2 separate regions of the Triticum aestivum genome follow, and region 2 is linked to region 1. The links are chromatin contacts, called in public Hi-C maps. All regions are on one chromosome and are shown on one strand. Each heading gives the region's core, a stretch centred on a gene start, on an enhancer-like site or on the middle of the called end of the contact. The rest is flanking DNA. Distances are from core to core; before and after follow the strand shown. Region 1 holds the start of LOC123109004. Region 2 has its middle 13 kb from the start of LOC123109036.

The links. A called contact is a pair of places that touch in the nucleus more often than the background predicts.
Region 2: a Hi-C map of an unstated tissue shows a contact between it and region 1, with 4 times the contacts expected there. The contact joins the enhancer-like site here to the promoter of LOC123109004 in region 1. A contact is called at or near these places in 4 of 5 Hi-C or Micro-C datasets (leaf, root and an unstated tissue) and 1 of 1 datasets of contacts at active chromatin or transcription factors (leaf).

The regions. Positions count from the first base shown.
Region 1 is chr1B:89,411,540-89,417,059 of IWGSC CS RefSeq v2.1, reverse strand. LOC123109004 reads right to left here and starts at 2,591. Exons shown (of 2, transcript XM_044530378.1): 1 at 1,699-2,591. The coding sequence starts at 2,467.
Region 2 is chr1B:89,718,352-89,723,871 of IWGSC CS RefSeq v2.1, reverse strand. No RefSeq gene overlaps it. Among protein-coding and RNA genes, the nearest start is that of LOC123109036, 13 kb to the left of the region's middle. Within about 2 kb of position 2,496, at least 1 of the 8 cell types and tissues checked has an H3K27ac peak or open chromatin away from gene starts, as enhancers often do. A contact at or near this core is called in leaf, where this site is marked.

The DNA.
Region 1 (5,520 bases), core at 1,342-3,841:
TGACCGACAGGTGCCACGCTTTGTCATGCCTGGTCGACAGGTGCTACGCACGACAGATCTTCCAACGACTTCAAGCTGTGTCGGCTGGTGGTACTTGGCAGCAAGGTGCTGAGGTGTATCGGTGGCGATTGCGACGTGCTCAGCTGTTTGCGCGCAGGGAGGTGGTGCCGTTGGGCGCCGTGGTGGCGTCGACGACAGCTAGACCGAGCAAGGTTGATGCGTCAGTACATCTCTGAAGATAGAGAGGTGGCAGTTGGCGGCGGTGGCCTCTAAGAGCGCGCCGGACCGGTGTGTGCCCCAGACCCGGCAAGTGTCTAGGTTGGGGCCTCAGGTCTTCGATGTTAGGCTTTGCTTATTGGTCTATGGTATTAGTCACGGACTATCAGCATCCCTTCATCAACTGGATAGGAGTAGCGACAGATGTTGCCTAGACGGTGGCTTCAGAATTACTGTTGTATTTTTTTGTAAGGTCTTTTGTGAATAATTAATAAAGTGGTTGCATGCATCGCCCAGATGCAGAGGCCGGGGGTCTTCCTCCTTTTCTAAAAAAAAACTAGTAGTACATAAATTCTCAGAAACTATGACTTTTAGCTGGTGCCTTATCAGTAAATAAGTGAGGAAATGGCCTGTCACTGCTAAATTATGGCCTTTTATTATAGTCACTGTGCTATAATTCAGATGGGCCACATGGTGATTGCAAATTCAACCCCCTTTTTTTTTCATGAAGGTTCCAAGTGCATCTAACTGTCCCAGCCTCCCACAGTGGTGTGTTACAATCTGCACCAGAGCTTGTGCAGTTTACAGAGTTGACAGGGACAAGGGATCAGGGCACGAGGAAGTAAGTGATCAGTAAATAAGTGAGAAAATGGCCTGTCGCTGTTAAACTTTGGCCGATGGGGCACATGATACTTGCAAATTCAACTCTCCTTATTTTTTTCTGAAGGTTTATGTGCATCTAACTGTCCCCGTGATGTGTTACAATCTGCACCAGAGCTTGTGCAGCTTACAGAGTTGACAGGGACAAATGATCAGGGCACAAGAAGACCAAGTTACAGAAGCTCAGAACACTAGCCCAAGACTTTTGGACACCAGGTACTGTGCACTTGCTGACTTACATAACCAAGCATTATATACAAGGACCACAAACTTGTCCCTGTTGGAACTGTTGATGCCCAAAATTTGAAAGAAATGCTTTTCCAGGAAATCGATTTATTGTTTGTATATAAACTCTGAGAAACAATCACTTGCTGTTGGTCCCTTTGTTGCAAACAGGCGGGGAAATGAGCTGTTGTTCTCATGAAATTAGCAGTGCAGTCGCCTGAACTTTCATAGTGCACTGGTGTACTATTTGATTCCAGCTGATTTTTCTTCTTCTTCTGAAGTTAGGTTTTTTTCCTTCTAAAAGTGAATTCCACTCCAATTTTAACTGATGTCTCTCTTTTTTCCCCCTCCGAAGGTGATTTTTCTCTTTTTTTTTCTTTTCTGAAGGCGAATGTCAGTCTAATTTTTCTTTTCAATTATTCCACTCTAATTTTAACTGATATCTTTCTTCTTCTTTTTTTTCCTCTGAAGGTGATAATTTTTTCTTTCCGAAAGTGAATGCCACCCTGAATTTAATTTGTACTGGCCTCGCTGAACTTGTGCTGTGAAGTAAGCAACTGAAGAAGCATTAATGGGCAGGAGGAGACGACGACAAACCTGAGCACGGCGAGCACGGCTCTGCATGCTCCATTTCTTCCACTGAAGATGACGAAGTGGTCGTGGTCGTCGACGACTCCTCCTGCCCGTCTCCCGCCTCCAGCACCGACACCGGGCTCGAGTTCTCCAGGCCGCATGCCGCGGCCGGCCTCCTGCTCCGGGCATGCTCCGACTCGGCCTCCTCGTCGCCGCGCCGCCGCCGGCGCGGGAGCCTCCGGCGCCCCCGCCTCTGTTTCTTGGCCCCGTCGCCGTCCACCGTCCTCTTGCCGCGCCTGCTCTCCGCGTCGTCGTCGCTTCTGGGCCACCCCGCCGCGTCGCGGTCGTCGCTGCCGTCGTCGTCCGGGCTGAAGCTGAGGAGCAGGAACTCGTCGTTCTCCCGCCTCAGGTACGTGGGCCTGTCCCGGAAGGACGCGGACGTGGTCCTGGCCACCCTGCGCCGCGGCGCGTCGCCGAAGCAGCACGGCGTGGGCGACGACCAGCCCTCGGCCGAGCTCGCGGAGCGGCTCCGGCGCAGCGTCTGCTGCTGGTCGCGCGCCGGCGTCGGCATCGCGTCGAGGCCCATCAGCCTGGCCACAATGCAGGGGCTCCTGGCCGTCGCCCCCTCCTCCTCCTCCTTCCGCGCCGCGGCATCGTCGCCGCGCCGTAGGGCGGCGACGTCGGCACGGACGGTGTTGGCGTTGCCCCCGCCTGCCGCATTGCCGGCGGTGTGCGCGCAGAGGAGGCGGCGCAGGAGGTCGAGAGCGAAGGAGGACTGCGCGAGCTTGGCCATGCGAGCTTGAGTGAGGGAGGCAGTCACAGCTCGCCGGTGCTAGGCATGGAGTCGGATGTAGAGAGAGAGAGAGAGGGGAGAGGGGAGAGGAGAGGGGAATGTCGGTTCCTGTTTCGAATTGCGGGTGGAGGGAAGGATTAATGGAAGCTACCATGGGCTCAGTGGCATAAATGCTTGGCATTCATTACTCGACTGTTTTACTCCTGCATTTTACTGACTGCATTTTTTACCACTTTTGTGTAACGGGAAAGGTTGCAGGCGTGAAAAAAATCGCTACCGCTCCACAGTTTCACCGCCATACTAGGCCGTAGTAGCTCCCAGCCGCTGCTGTCTCATACCAGGTGTCTGCCATGAGTGTGCTAGTAGGCCGTATTGTTTCCTGAATTTTCGAAACGATGGATGCGTTCCCTTCTTTGGTTGCACGCTCAGTGCAATCTTTCGTTGAAGAAGAATGTGGAGCAGTTGGATTGGAGCTTGCGATGAGAGAGATGCAAGCTCCCGACTGCGTAACTTGGGCGCTAAACCTACAAATTCGAAATTTGAAAACGCTACTTAGTTCAAAGAGGACAGGACCGAATTAACAAGCGAGGTTAATTAGGAGGCAAAAAAAAAAAGCGTACGTACTAGTATGTCCGGCCAAGGAAAAGTTGGGGGCAGGTGTGAAACGGGCGAAACGGGAACGGGCACGAAGGAAGCAGAGGAGAGGACAGACACGCTGCCGGCGGGCTCGGCGTTTGAAACGGGGAGTACGTAACGTAGTACTTCGTACAACTACGCGACAGCGAACGGCAATCGCCATTTGCTCTGTCGTGTGGGACGGAGACAGGGCGCGGCCTGGGCCCTGGCGGGCCAGCGTTGGGGCCTCGGGGCCCGGGACCGGCCGGCGTCTTCCGCCTCTTCGGCGCAGCTTCCTGCCGCGGCGAGCGAGGCGAGATGGGTGGGACTGGATTGGATTGATGGGGTCAAGTCGCCCACTGGGCAGTGCCAGTGCGGCAGCAGCATAGGTCTGAACAGCGACGCTGGTTCTACTGCTGACACTGCCAGTGGCTGCTGCCTGCTCCGGTCCGGTCATCTCGCCGGGCTGCCCGTCGGTTCTACCGAGGTCTTTATTAAGAGGTAATAGCACCCGAGGTACCCTAACTTGTACACAATGTGATGATCTAGTCTCAAAGTTGTAAAACTAGATCAACCCATACCCCAACTTGCATCCAATGTGATGATTTAGTCCCAGGCCAATCAGAGCTCGCCAATTGGCTGGGCCGGTCAGCGCTGGCAGTTTTGCACAAAACCCCCTGCTGTTTCTCTGATTCAACCCGCAGTTACCCCCCACCTGAATTAAATCTGTCACACGCTCAGCGTTGGCTGGAACCGCACCCGGCGCCGGCGAGAGCTTCCAGCTGCAACCCGGGTGAAAAGCCGGCGTGACGAGGGGCACAAAAAAGATGCGCCCTTTGTTGTGCTGTTTCCGTAGGTTGCAAGTGGGGAAGAAGGAGCGGCGAGCGTTAAATCGACGGGACGGCACGGCACGGCTGTGTGGGCGGGTCCGGTGGAATTGGTGCGAGGAACGAAGGAGAAGGCTGTGGCTTGGGTCGAAATCGACGGAGACGAGTCCTCCAAGGCTCCAACTGAGCGGAGCGGGAGGAGAGGAGCTGGATTTGGTTGCCGTAGCGGCGATGGGGATGGCCGGCGAAGAACAAGCCCCACCTCCAAGCGCGAGCGCTTGCACGCACGCATTGTGCTCTGCTCCTTGTACTCCGAAGGCGAGAGAGGGCACCTCCGAAGGCGAAGGCTGCGACGAGATGGAGGGGAGCGCGCGACACCCGGCACCGGCAGGCACCATTGTTGAAGGAGCGCTTAATGCATCATGAGGAAGAGAAAAGAAACAGAGAGCAAAGAGCAGAGCTTGGTCGTCTCTTGTCCCCTTGCCATCTCTGCTGGATCCCCGCCCCACCCAACCAGCGCCGTCCGTCGGCCAGCGGAAGATGATTTCTTATGCACCGGACGTCGTGGATGGCCGGCCGGCCGACCGGGGTCAAGTAAAGTGGCCTGTGTTGGCACCGGAGACGGGAGGGAGAGGAGGATGGCGCGTCGGTTGGTGTTGAGATTCGGCCTGAGCACAAGAGCGGCGGCGAGGGATTTCTGCAGGGAGCGGAGGATGGTGGTCGTGCGCGCGAGATTGGGGTGGCCGGAACCGCGATGCCCTGGATGCCGACGGTGGCGCACTTGGAGGTGGCGCCGCTGTAGCCCATCACGGTGAGGATGGTGACGTAGAGGAAGAGGAAGGTGGCCATGAACTCGGCGATGCCGGCGCGGTAGAAGGACCAGGACTTGAGCTCGCCGGGCTCGAACAGCGGCGCCGGCGGGGGCTCCTTGTAGTCCTTGTCCTCGGACCCTTGCGCCGCCGTGCCGATGGGCTGACGCTCCGAGTACTTGTTCGCCCCGAGCCGCACGTCCTCCTCCTTGCCCTCCATCGCTGCTGCAGGACCGGACGTGAAGTGGATTCCTCTGACAGATTTAATTCAGGTGGGGTAACTACGGGTTGATTCAGGGAAACAGCAGGGGGTTTTGTGCAAAACTGCCAGCGCTGATCGGCCCAGCCACTTGGCAGCCAATTGGCGAGCTCTGATTGGCCTGGGACTAAATCATCACATTGGATGCAAGTTGGGGTATGGGTTGGTCTAGTTTTGCAACTTTGGGACTAGATCATCACATTGTGTGCAAGTTAGGGTACCTGGGGTGCTATTACCTCCTTTATTAATTACAGCAATCGTCGCCTCCGCATATACAGTGGATTTGTTTTTTTAAACAAGCCAAAATATTTGTCATTTTCATTGATTAAGTAGGAGAGACAGGACGAAAACCTAGATTACAACCCCACGGGACACACACGGCCGACCTGGCCAAAAACGCCAAACAATCGACCCAAGCGTCAAGGACATGGCAGCTCCGATTTTGCTGCAGAGCTTCACATGAGAAAGTTGCACACCTTGCACCGACATAGTCCAACGCAACGTCCGGAGAGCAGCGCCCGCTGAAAAGCACCCTTATGGAGT
Region 2 (5,520 bases), core at 1,247-3,746, 310 kb before region 1:
CAGTGGCTTAATGCGTGGTTTGCAGCATTAAACACCGAAGGATTAAGGGTCATTGGATTTTGCTGATGGATGGATGAGATTGTTTGGATCTGCCCCTCTCTTTTTTTTATAGGGGTAGTAGATATGTACAGGGAAAAAGGAGGTGATAATTCCGTTTCTTGCTTTCAAGCAAGCAAAAGAAAAACCGGCGTCCGTGCGTGCGTCCATCCGCTCGCGTCCAAAGCATTTCGATCACAAATAGGTAGGCAAGGCAAGCCCTTTGTCCATGATAACATGACGCACTTTGCTTCTGAATTCAGATCACTCTGGCTCTCGAAATAGTAGGTTCTTGAGAAACTAGATCTTCTTTTTGCATGGTTAGAGCAACTCTAAATGGACGATCCATTTCGTCTGGCTGCGTTCGTTTGGGTCGGCACGGACAAAAGTGACGGTCCAACGCGCCGACCCAAACTCAAATCACGTCCGCGTCGCGTCCGTGCCGACGCCGAGCGGACGCTTCGCGCGCCTTCTCGCTATCCGCCGCGTCCCCACATGGCAGCCATCCAACTACCCGCTGCCCACACGGTCAGCTTAATTTATGACGACGGGCCCACACATCAGCGACGACGCTCGTCCTTTTTTAAGCCGATCGTGCGGCGGGGCCGTCCTCATCCAAACTCGCCATCCCCATCTGCCCACCTTTGCTCCCTCGTCGCCGGCAAACCCTAGCCACCACAACCACAGCGAGATGGGCCTTTTCTCCGGCGCTAGCGGCAGCAAGGCCAAGGGCAAGTCATCCGCCATCCCTTTCCCCTCCGAGTTCGTCCCACCCCCGCCGGCGCCTCGCCGGCAGAGGCAACGCGTCAACATGCCAGTGCACCAGGCGGATTGGCACTGGCAGAACCGCCAACCTCTGCCGTATCCGGACGTGACGCTGCCGCACGACTGGCATCTGGATCCAGATAGGATCCCAGTGTCGGCGGCGCCGCGGTCAGCTCGTGCTCATGCGGAGGAGGTGCGGCACCGGCGGGCGCTGCTGACGCCGGAGCAGCGCGCCGATCCGGCCTACGCAACCGACTCACCCAACTGGGCGAGGTGGTTCGTCTTCGAGCACGAGGAGGCGAGGCGACGGGGCGTGCGCGAGGTCGACCGGAGGTTGCTGCCAACGCCGCTCGTCGTCCGCGAGGAGGACCAGGCGGCGGAGGACGCCTACCAGGCGGCCCTTGGGGCCGTCTACCGGGAGAGCGAGGAGGACGAGCGGCGCAGAGCGGGGGCGGAAGAGGAGGCCCAGTACGAGGCGGCAATGGCGCAGGCCCTTGCCCTCTCCGCGGCGGGCGACAGCGTGGTACCGCCGGTGGCCCCGCCGTCCCCCATCAACCCGGAGTCGCAGCCGAAGCCCGAGCCCGAGCCCATCGCGCGCTTCTCCTGGAATGGAGTGGTGCGCGAGTGGGTGTCCGCGCCACCGGTTTGGTTGGGGGCGACGCCGGCGCAGGAGTAGGCGTACCTCAAGATGTGGCGCCAGCGTCGGTTGGCAGAGGAGCGCCCTAACGACGAGTACGAGGAGATGCTCGAGCGCGACCTCGAGGAGGAGCAGCGCGAGGCCGATGAGGAGGCGCGCCAGGACGCGGCTGCACAGGCGGCCGCACCCCCTCCCCCCGCCCCGGCATTGCCTGCGCCGGCACAACCCGACATGATGGCGCTCTGGAACACGGTGTTCGCCTGGGCCGGGCCGGCGCCGACGCTCATCGACCTCACGGACCCTGAGGATGACGACGCCGCCGCCTAGGGCAGCGCGCCGCCTCGAAGTTTATTAGGCTGTTTTTTAATGCAAATGTGGACGCGTGGACTCTCGCCGGCCTTCACGGCGGACTTTAATATTTAATTAATGCTATTTTTCTTTTTTTAATATGCATGCGTTCATTTTTTTTGGCGCCGTCAAAATGGGTCTTATGCCAGCGTTGGACGCACGCACCGACCCAAATGTGAAAGCGGGCATCCGTGTCCGTTTGACCGACCCAAACAGACAAATGGCGGATGAAATCGCTGTTCGTTTGGGTCGGCCCGTTGGAGTTGCTCTTAGGGAAGAAAAAAAAACTACTCATCCATGTCTTAAGCGCAACGAGATAGATTTAAGTGCCGCTGTCAGAGAAAGAACAAGGGATTTCTGTCTGTGAGATCTGACATGGCTACAAGGTCCGGGGCTCTCCAAAAAAGGAAGAGATTGCTTCAAAATCTGTCAAGATGAAACAACCTATGTACTCCTTGATCGACCACATATAATCAAACAAGAACAAGCAAAAATTAGTTAGCCGGTAGTATTAAAAAAAATGTGGTGGGAAAAGAGCCCAGGCAGGACAGCAGATGCCACCGGAGAGACCAGGGTATCTATAGCTGTATGGTAAAGATCGACCGGTCAGTCGTCGACGAGACCGTTCACTCGCCGGCCTGCCGGTGGTGACATCGCCACCGCAAATAATCGTGGCCTGTCCATTACCGTCGCCGTCGTCAAGTCACACGCGTACGTGCGTGCGTTCGCCGATGCCGACGTCCATCGCTTAGCTAGGCAGGCGCCGGCCGGTGGTGGCTTGTCCGCACGCGCTTGCCGCCTAGCGAGTGCACGTCGCTCTCTTGGCCAAGTGCAGAAATTCCTCGAGAAATTTATGTATGCCTGGAAATAAAGGTGGCGCGTACGTCCGAACGATCAGATTGGAGTTCAGAGACCGTGGAAGGCCAAGGAGAAATTTCTTGAGAAAATTATGTGTGCTTTGGAAATAAAGGTGGCTCGTGCCCGCCGTACGTTAGATTCGATTGGAGTTCAGAGAGCATGGAAGGCCATCGGCTTCGTTTATGCTCGCCAGTGTTTTGATTGCTCTTATCCTATTAGCTGCGCACGTTGATTCTTGCTCTGTGACGAAAATAGCACCATGGGACTATAAATATAAAAAGAAAGTGTTTATAGTATTGGAATCGCTTCTAATCACCCGACGGACCTTCCCTACATGCCACATGCCCCATGGGCCGCCACCACTAGATTTGCAACTGTGCAATTTTACCACCAACAACTGATCGACGAAGACGAAGACGGGGCTGCGACATCCAGATCCCCGCAGCGCTGAACGAGATACGCGTGTCAACCGACGTTTCGATGCCAGCGCCGACAACCGGCCCCTTGTCGAAGAGAAGGATGGCGGTGATGTTGCACCCGGGGTCGGGCGCGCTAGCAGCCGTTGCCGCACGCCTCCACCACGACCATCGCTCGCTCCCGGTGCGCCCACCTCGCCGGACATGAGGATGATGGTGAGGCGACCTGGTCGGAGGTCCGGTACTCGCCAGTGGTGGTGCGATGGCGGGGACAGCCGGTGCCGCTCCTCCCTCGCCACCATTTGACGGGAGCTAGCAGTGAATGACGTACGGTGGTTTTTTCTTGCAACATCCTCCCTGTTGCAAAAAAGATTTCTGCAACGTAGTTGATGTTGCAAAACTTTCTTCCTTAACATTTATAAAGGTGAAGACGGAAAAAATATATGCAACATTAGCTTTGTTGCATTTTCTTCTTCTTTTTAGCAACTATACCTCTGTTACAAAAGTTTTGCAACATGAACTCGGTTGCAAACGTCCGAGCACAAAACCATCCTTGTTGCAAAGTTGCCAGCTGAATCTGACGGCCATCTCACTTTGAATCCAATGGCTCGCGAGGCGCCGACCGACATGTAGTGTTGCCCTTAAAGTACTATTTTTTTAGTCACTAGACTAATGGGGGGAGATTTGCCCTTTGATTTTAATATATGTTACTAATCTTGGTTTCTCAAGGGTTAAGCCGCCAATATTGACCTCTTGACCAATTCAGAGCGATTTTGATGATGATATGGAGGTGTTTTTTCTAGGCTACATATTAGGTAAAGGTCTAGTTTTCACCTTCGATTCAAGTATAGGACACCAATTATTGGTTACTTAAACGTCAAAACCGTCTATATTTCATCACCACTCAAGGAGGTTTTCGTGGTTGTATGTAGGTATTTTCACACACGTGGCAACCATGCTAAAATTTAGAAATAGGGGAATATAAAAATTGTAAAAGATTATCTGAACTTATGAAATATGTACCGTAAAGATATATCCAGGAGAAACTAAGGAGCACGGTAAATTTTCAAAGAAATCATACTTTGTAGTAGATTTTTCAATATTTTATGGTTTTATTGTTTCCATTAATTTTATTCTTTTTTCAAAAAATTAAATTTAAGAAGCATTGCTTTACTAATTTAGGTTCCTAATACCAGATTATTCAACAATAGTTATATTCTCTAGATATTGTTGCAATTCTTACAATTTATCCCCCCCCCCCCCCCCAACACACTCACACACATTCAAGCATTGGTACCCTCTCACAAACATTTCTCCCACTCCCACACTATCTTTGCAAATCCGCAACTTTCTGCTCTTCTTTTCATCTTGCCACGCCATCACGTCTATCATCTTCACCATTTCTCTGATACAGTCTACCTTTCTCATTGACGTCGTTGTCATATGACTTCACCACCCTACCTCCTAATCGATTCCGTCCTCCATCAGCCAGTGCTCATCAACGACCTACCCACCAGCAATACCTCATTTTGACCGCCACCGTCAGTAGCTTGTGGCACTATCACTCTAATCGGTGCTCCGACTGCTTCAACCGCGACCATTGTTATCACTGGACCATCCTTGTAGACTTGGGGTGGAAAAGTACCCCCTTCTAAAACCATTATCGATAATAATTAAGCAATTCTCAAAATAAATGCAAGCATATACATACATAAGAGTTACTATAAGCGTGAAATGATTTGAGGGAAGACGCCTCTCAAGGGGCGATCGACTCATATATTTATAGCAGGATTGCAAGTCTTGGAAACCAAGAAAGAAACCCTACACGTGTATATGTACAGCCATATACAAACGGGATACGCGTAGGTTAGCTATACAAAGTCATACTTTAACATCCCCCGCAGTTTGTGCGTCGGTTGAACGCATAAACTATACCGAAAGTCCGCAAAGAGCTGAGACGGTAAGCCCTTCGTCATGATATCGGCAAACTGATGCGAGGACGGCACATGAAGAACCCGAATCTGACCGAGAGACACCTTCTCGCGAACGAAGTGGATGTCGATCTCGATGTGCTTCGTTCGGCAATGTTGGACCGGGTTACATGCCATGTAAACAACACTGACGTTATCACAAAAGACAACCGTCGTGGATGGTAGAGGACGCTGAAGCTCAAGAAGAAGCAGTTGAAGCCAGCAACACTCAGCCACGGCATGAGCCACGGCTCGGTACTTAGCCTCGGCACTGGAGCGGGACACCGAGGCCTGGCGTTTGGAGGACCAGGACACTAGGTTGTCACCGAGGTAGACATAATAGCTAGAAGTGGAGCGGCGTGTGTCAGGGCAGCTGGCCCAATCCACATCGGAGTAGGCGGTGAGGGAGGCAGACGTGGAGTGGAGATGAAGTCCGAGGTCGAGGGTGCCACGGACGTAGCGAAGAATTCGCTTGACGAGGTTGAGATGA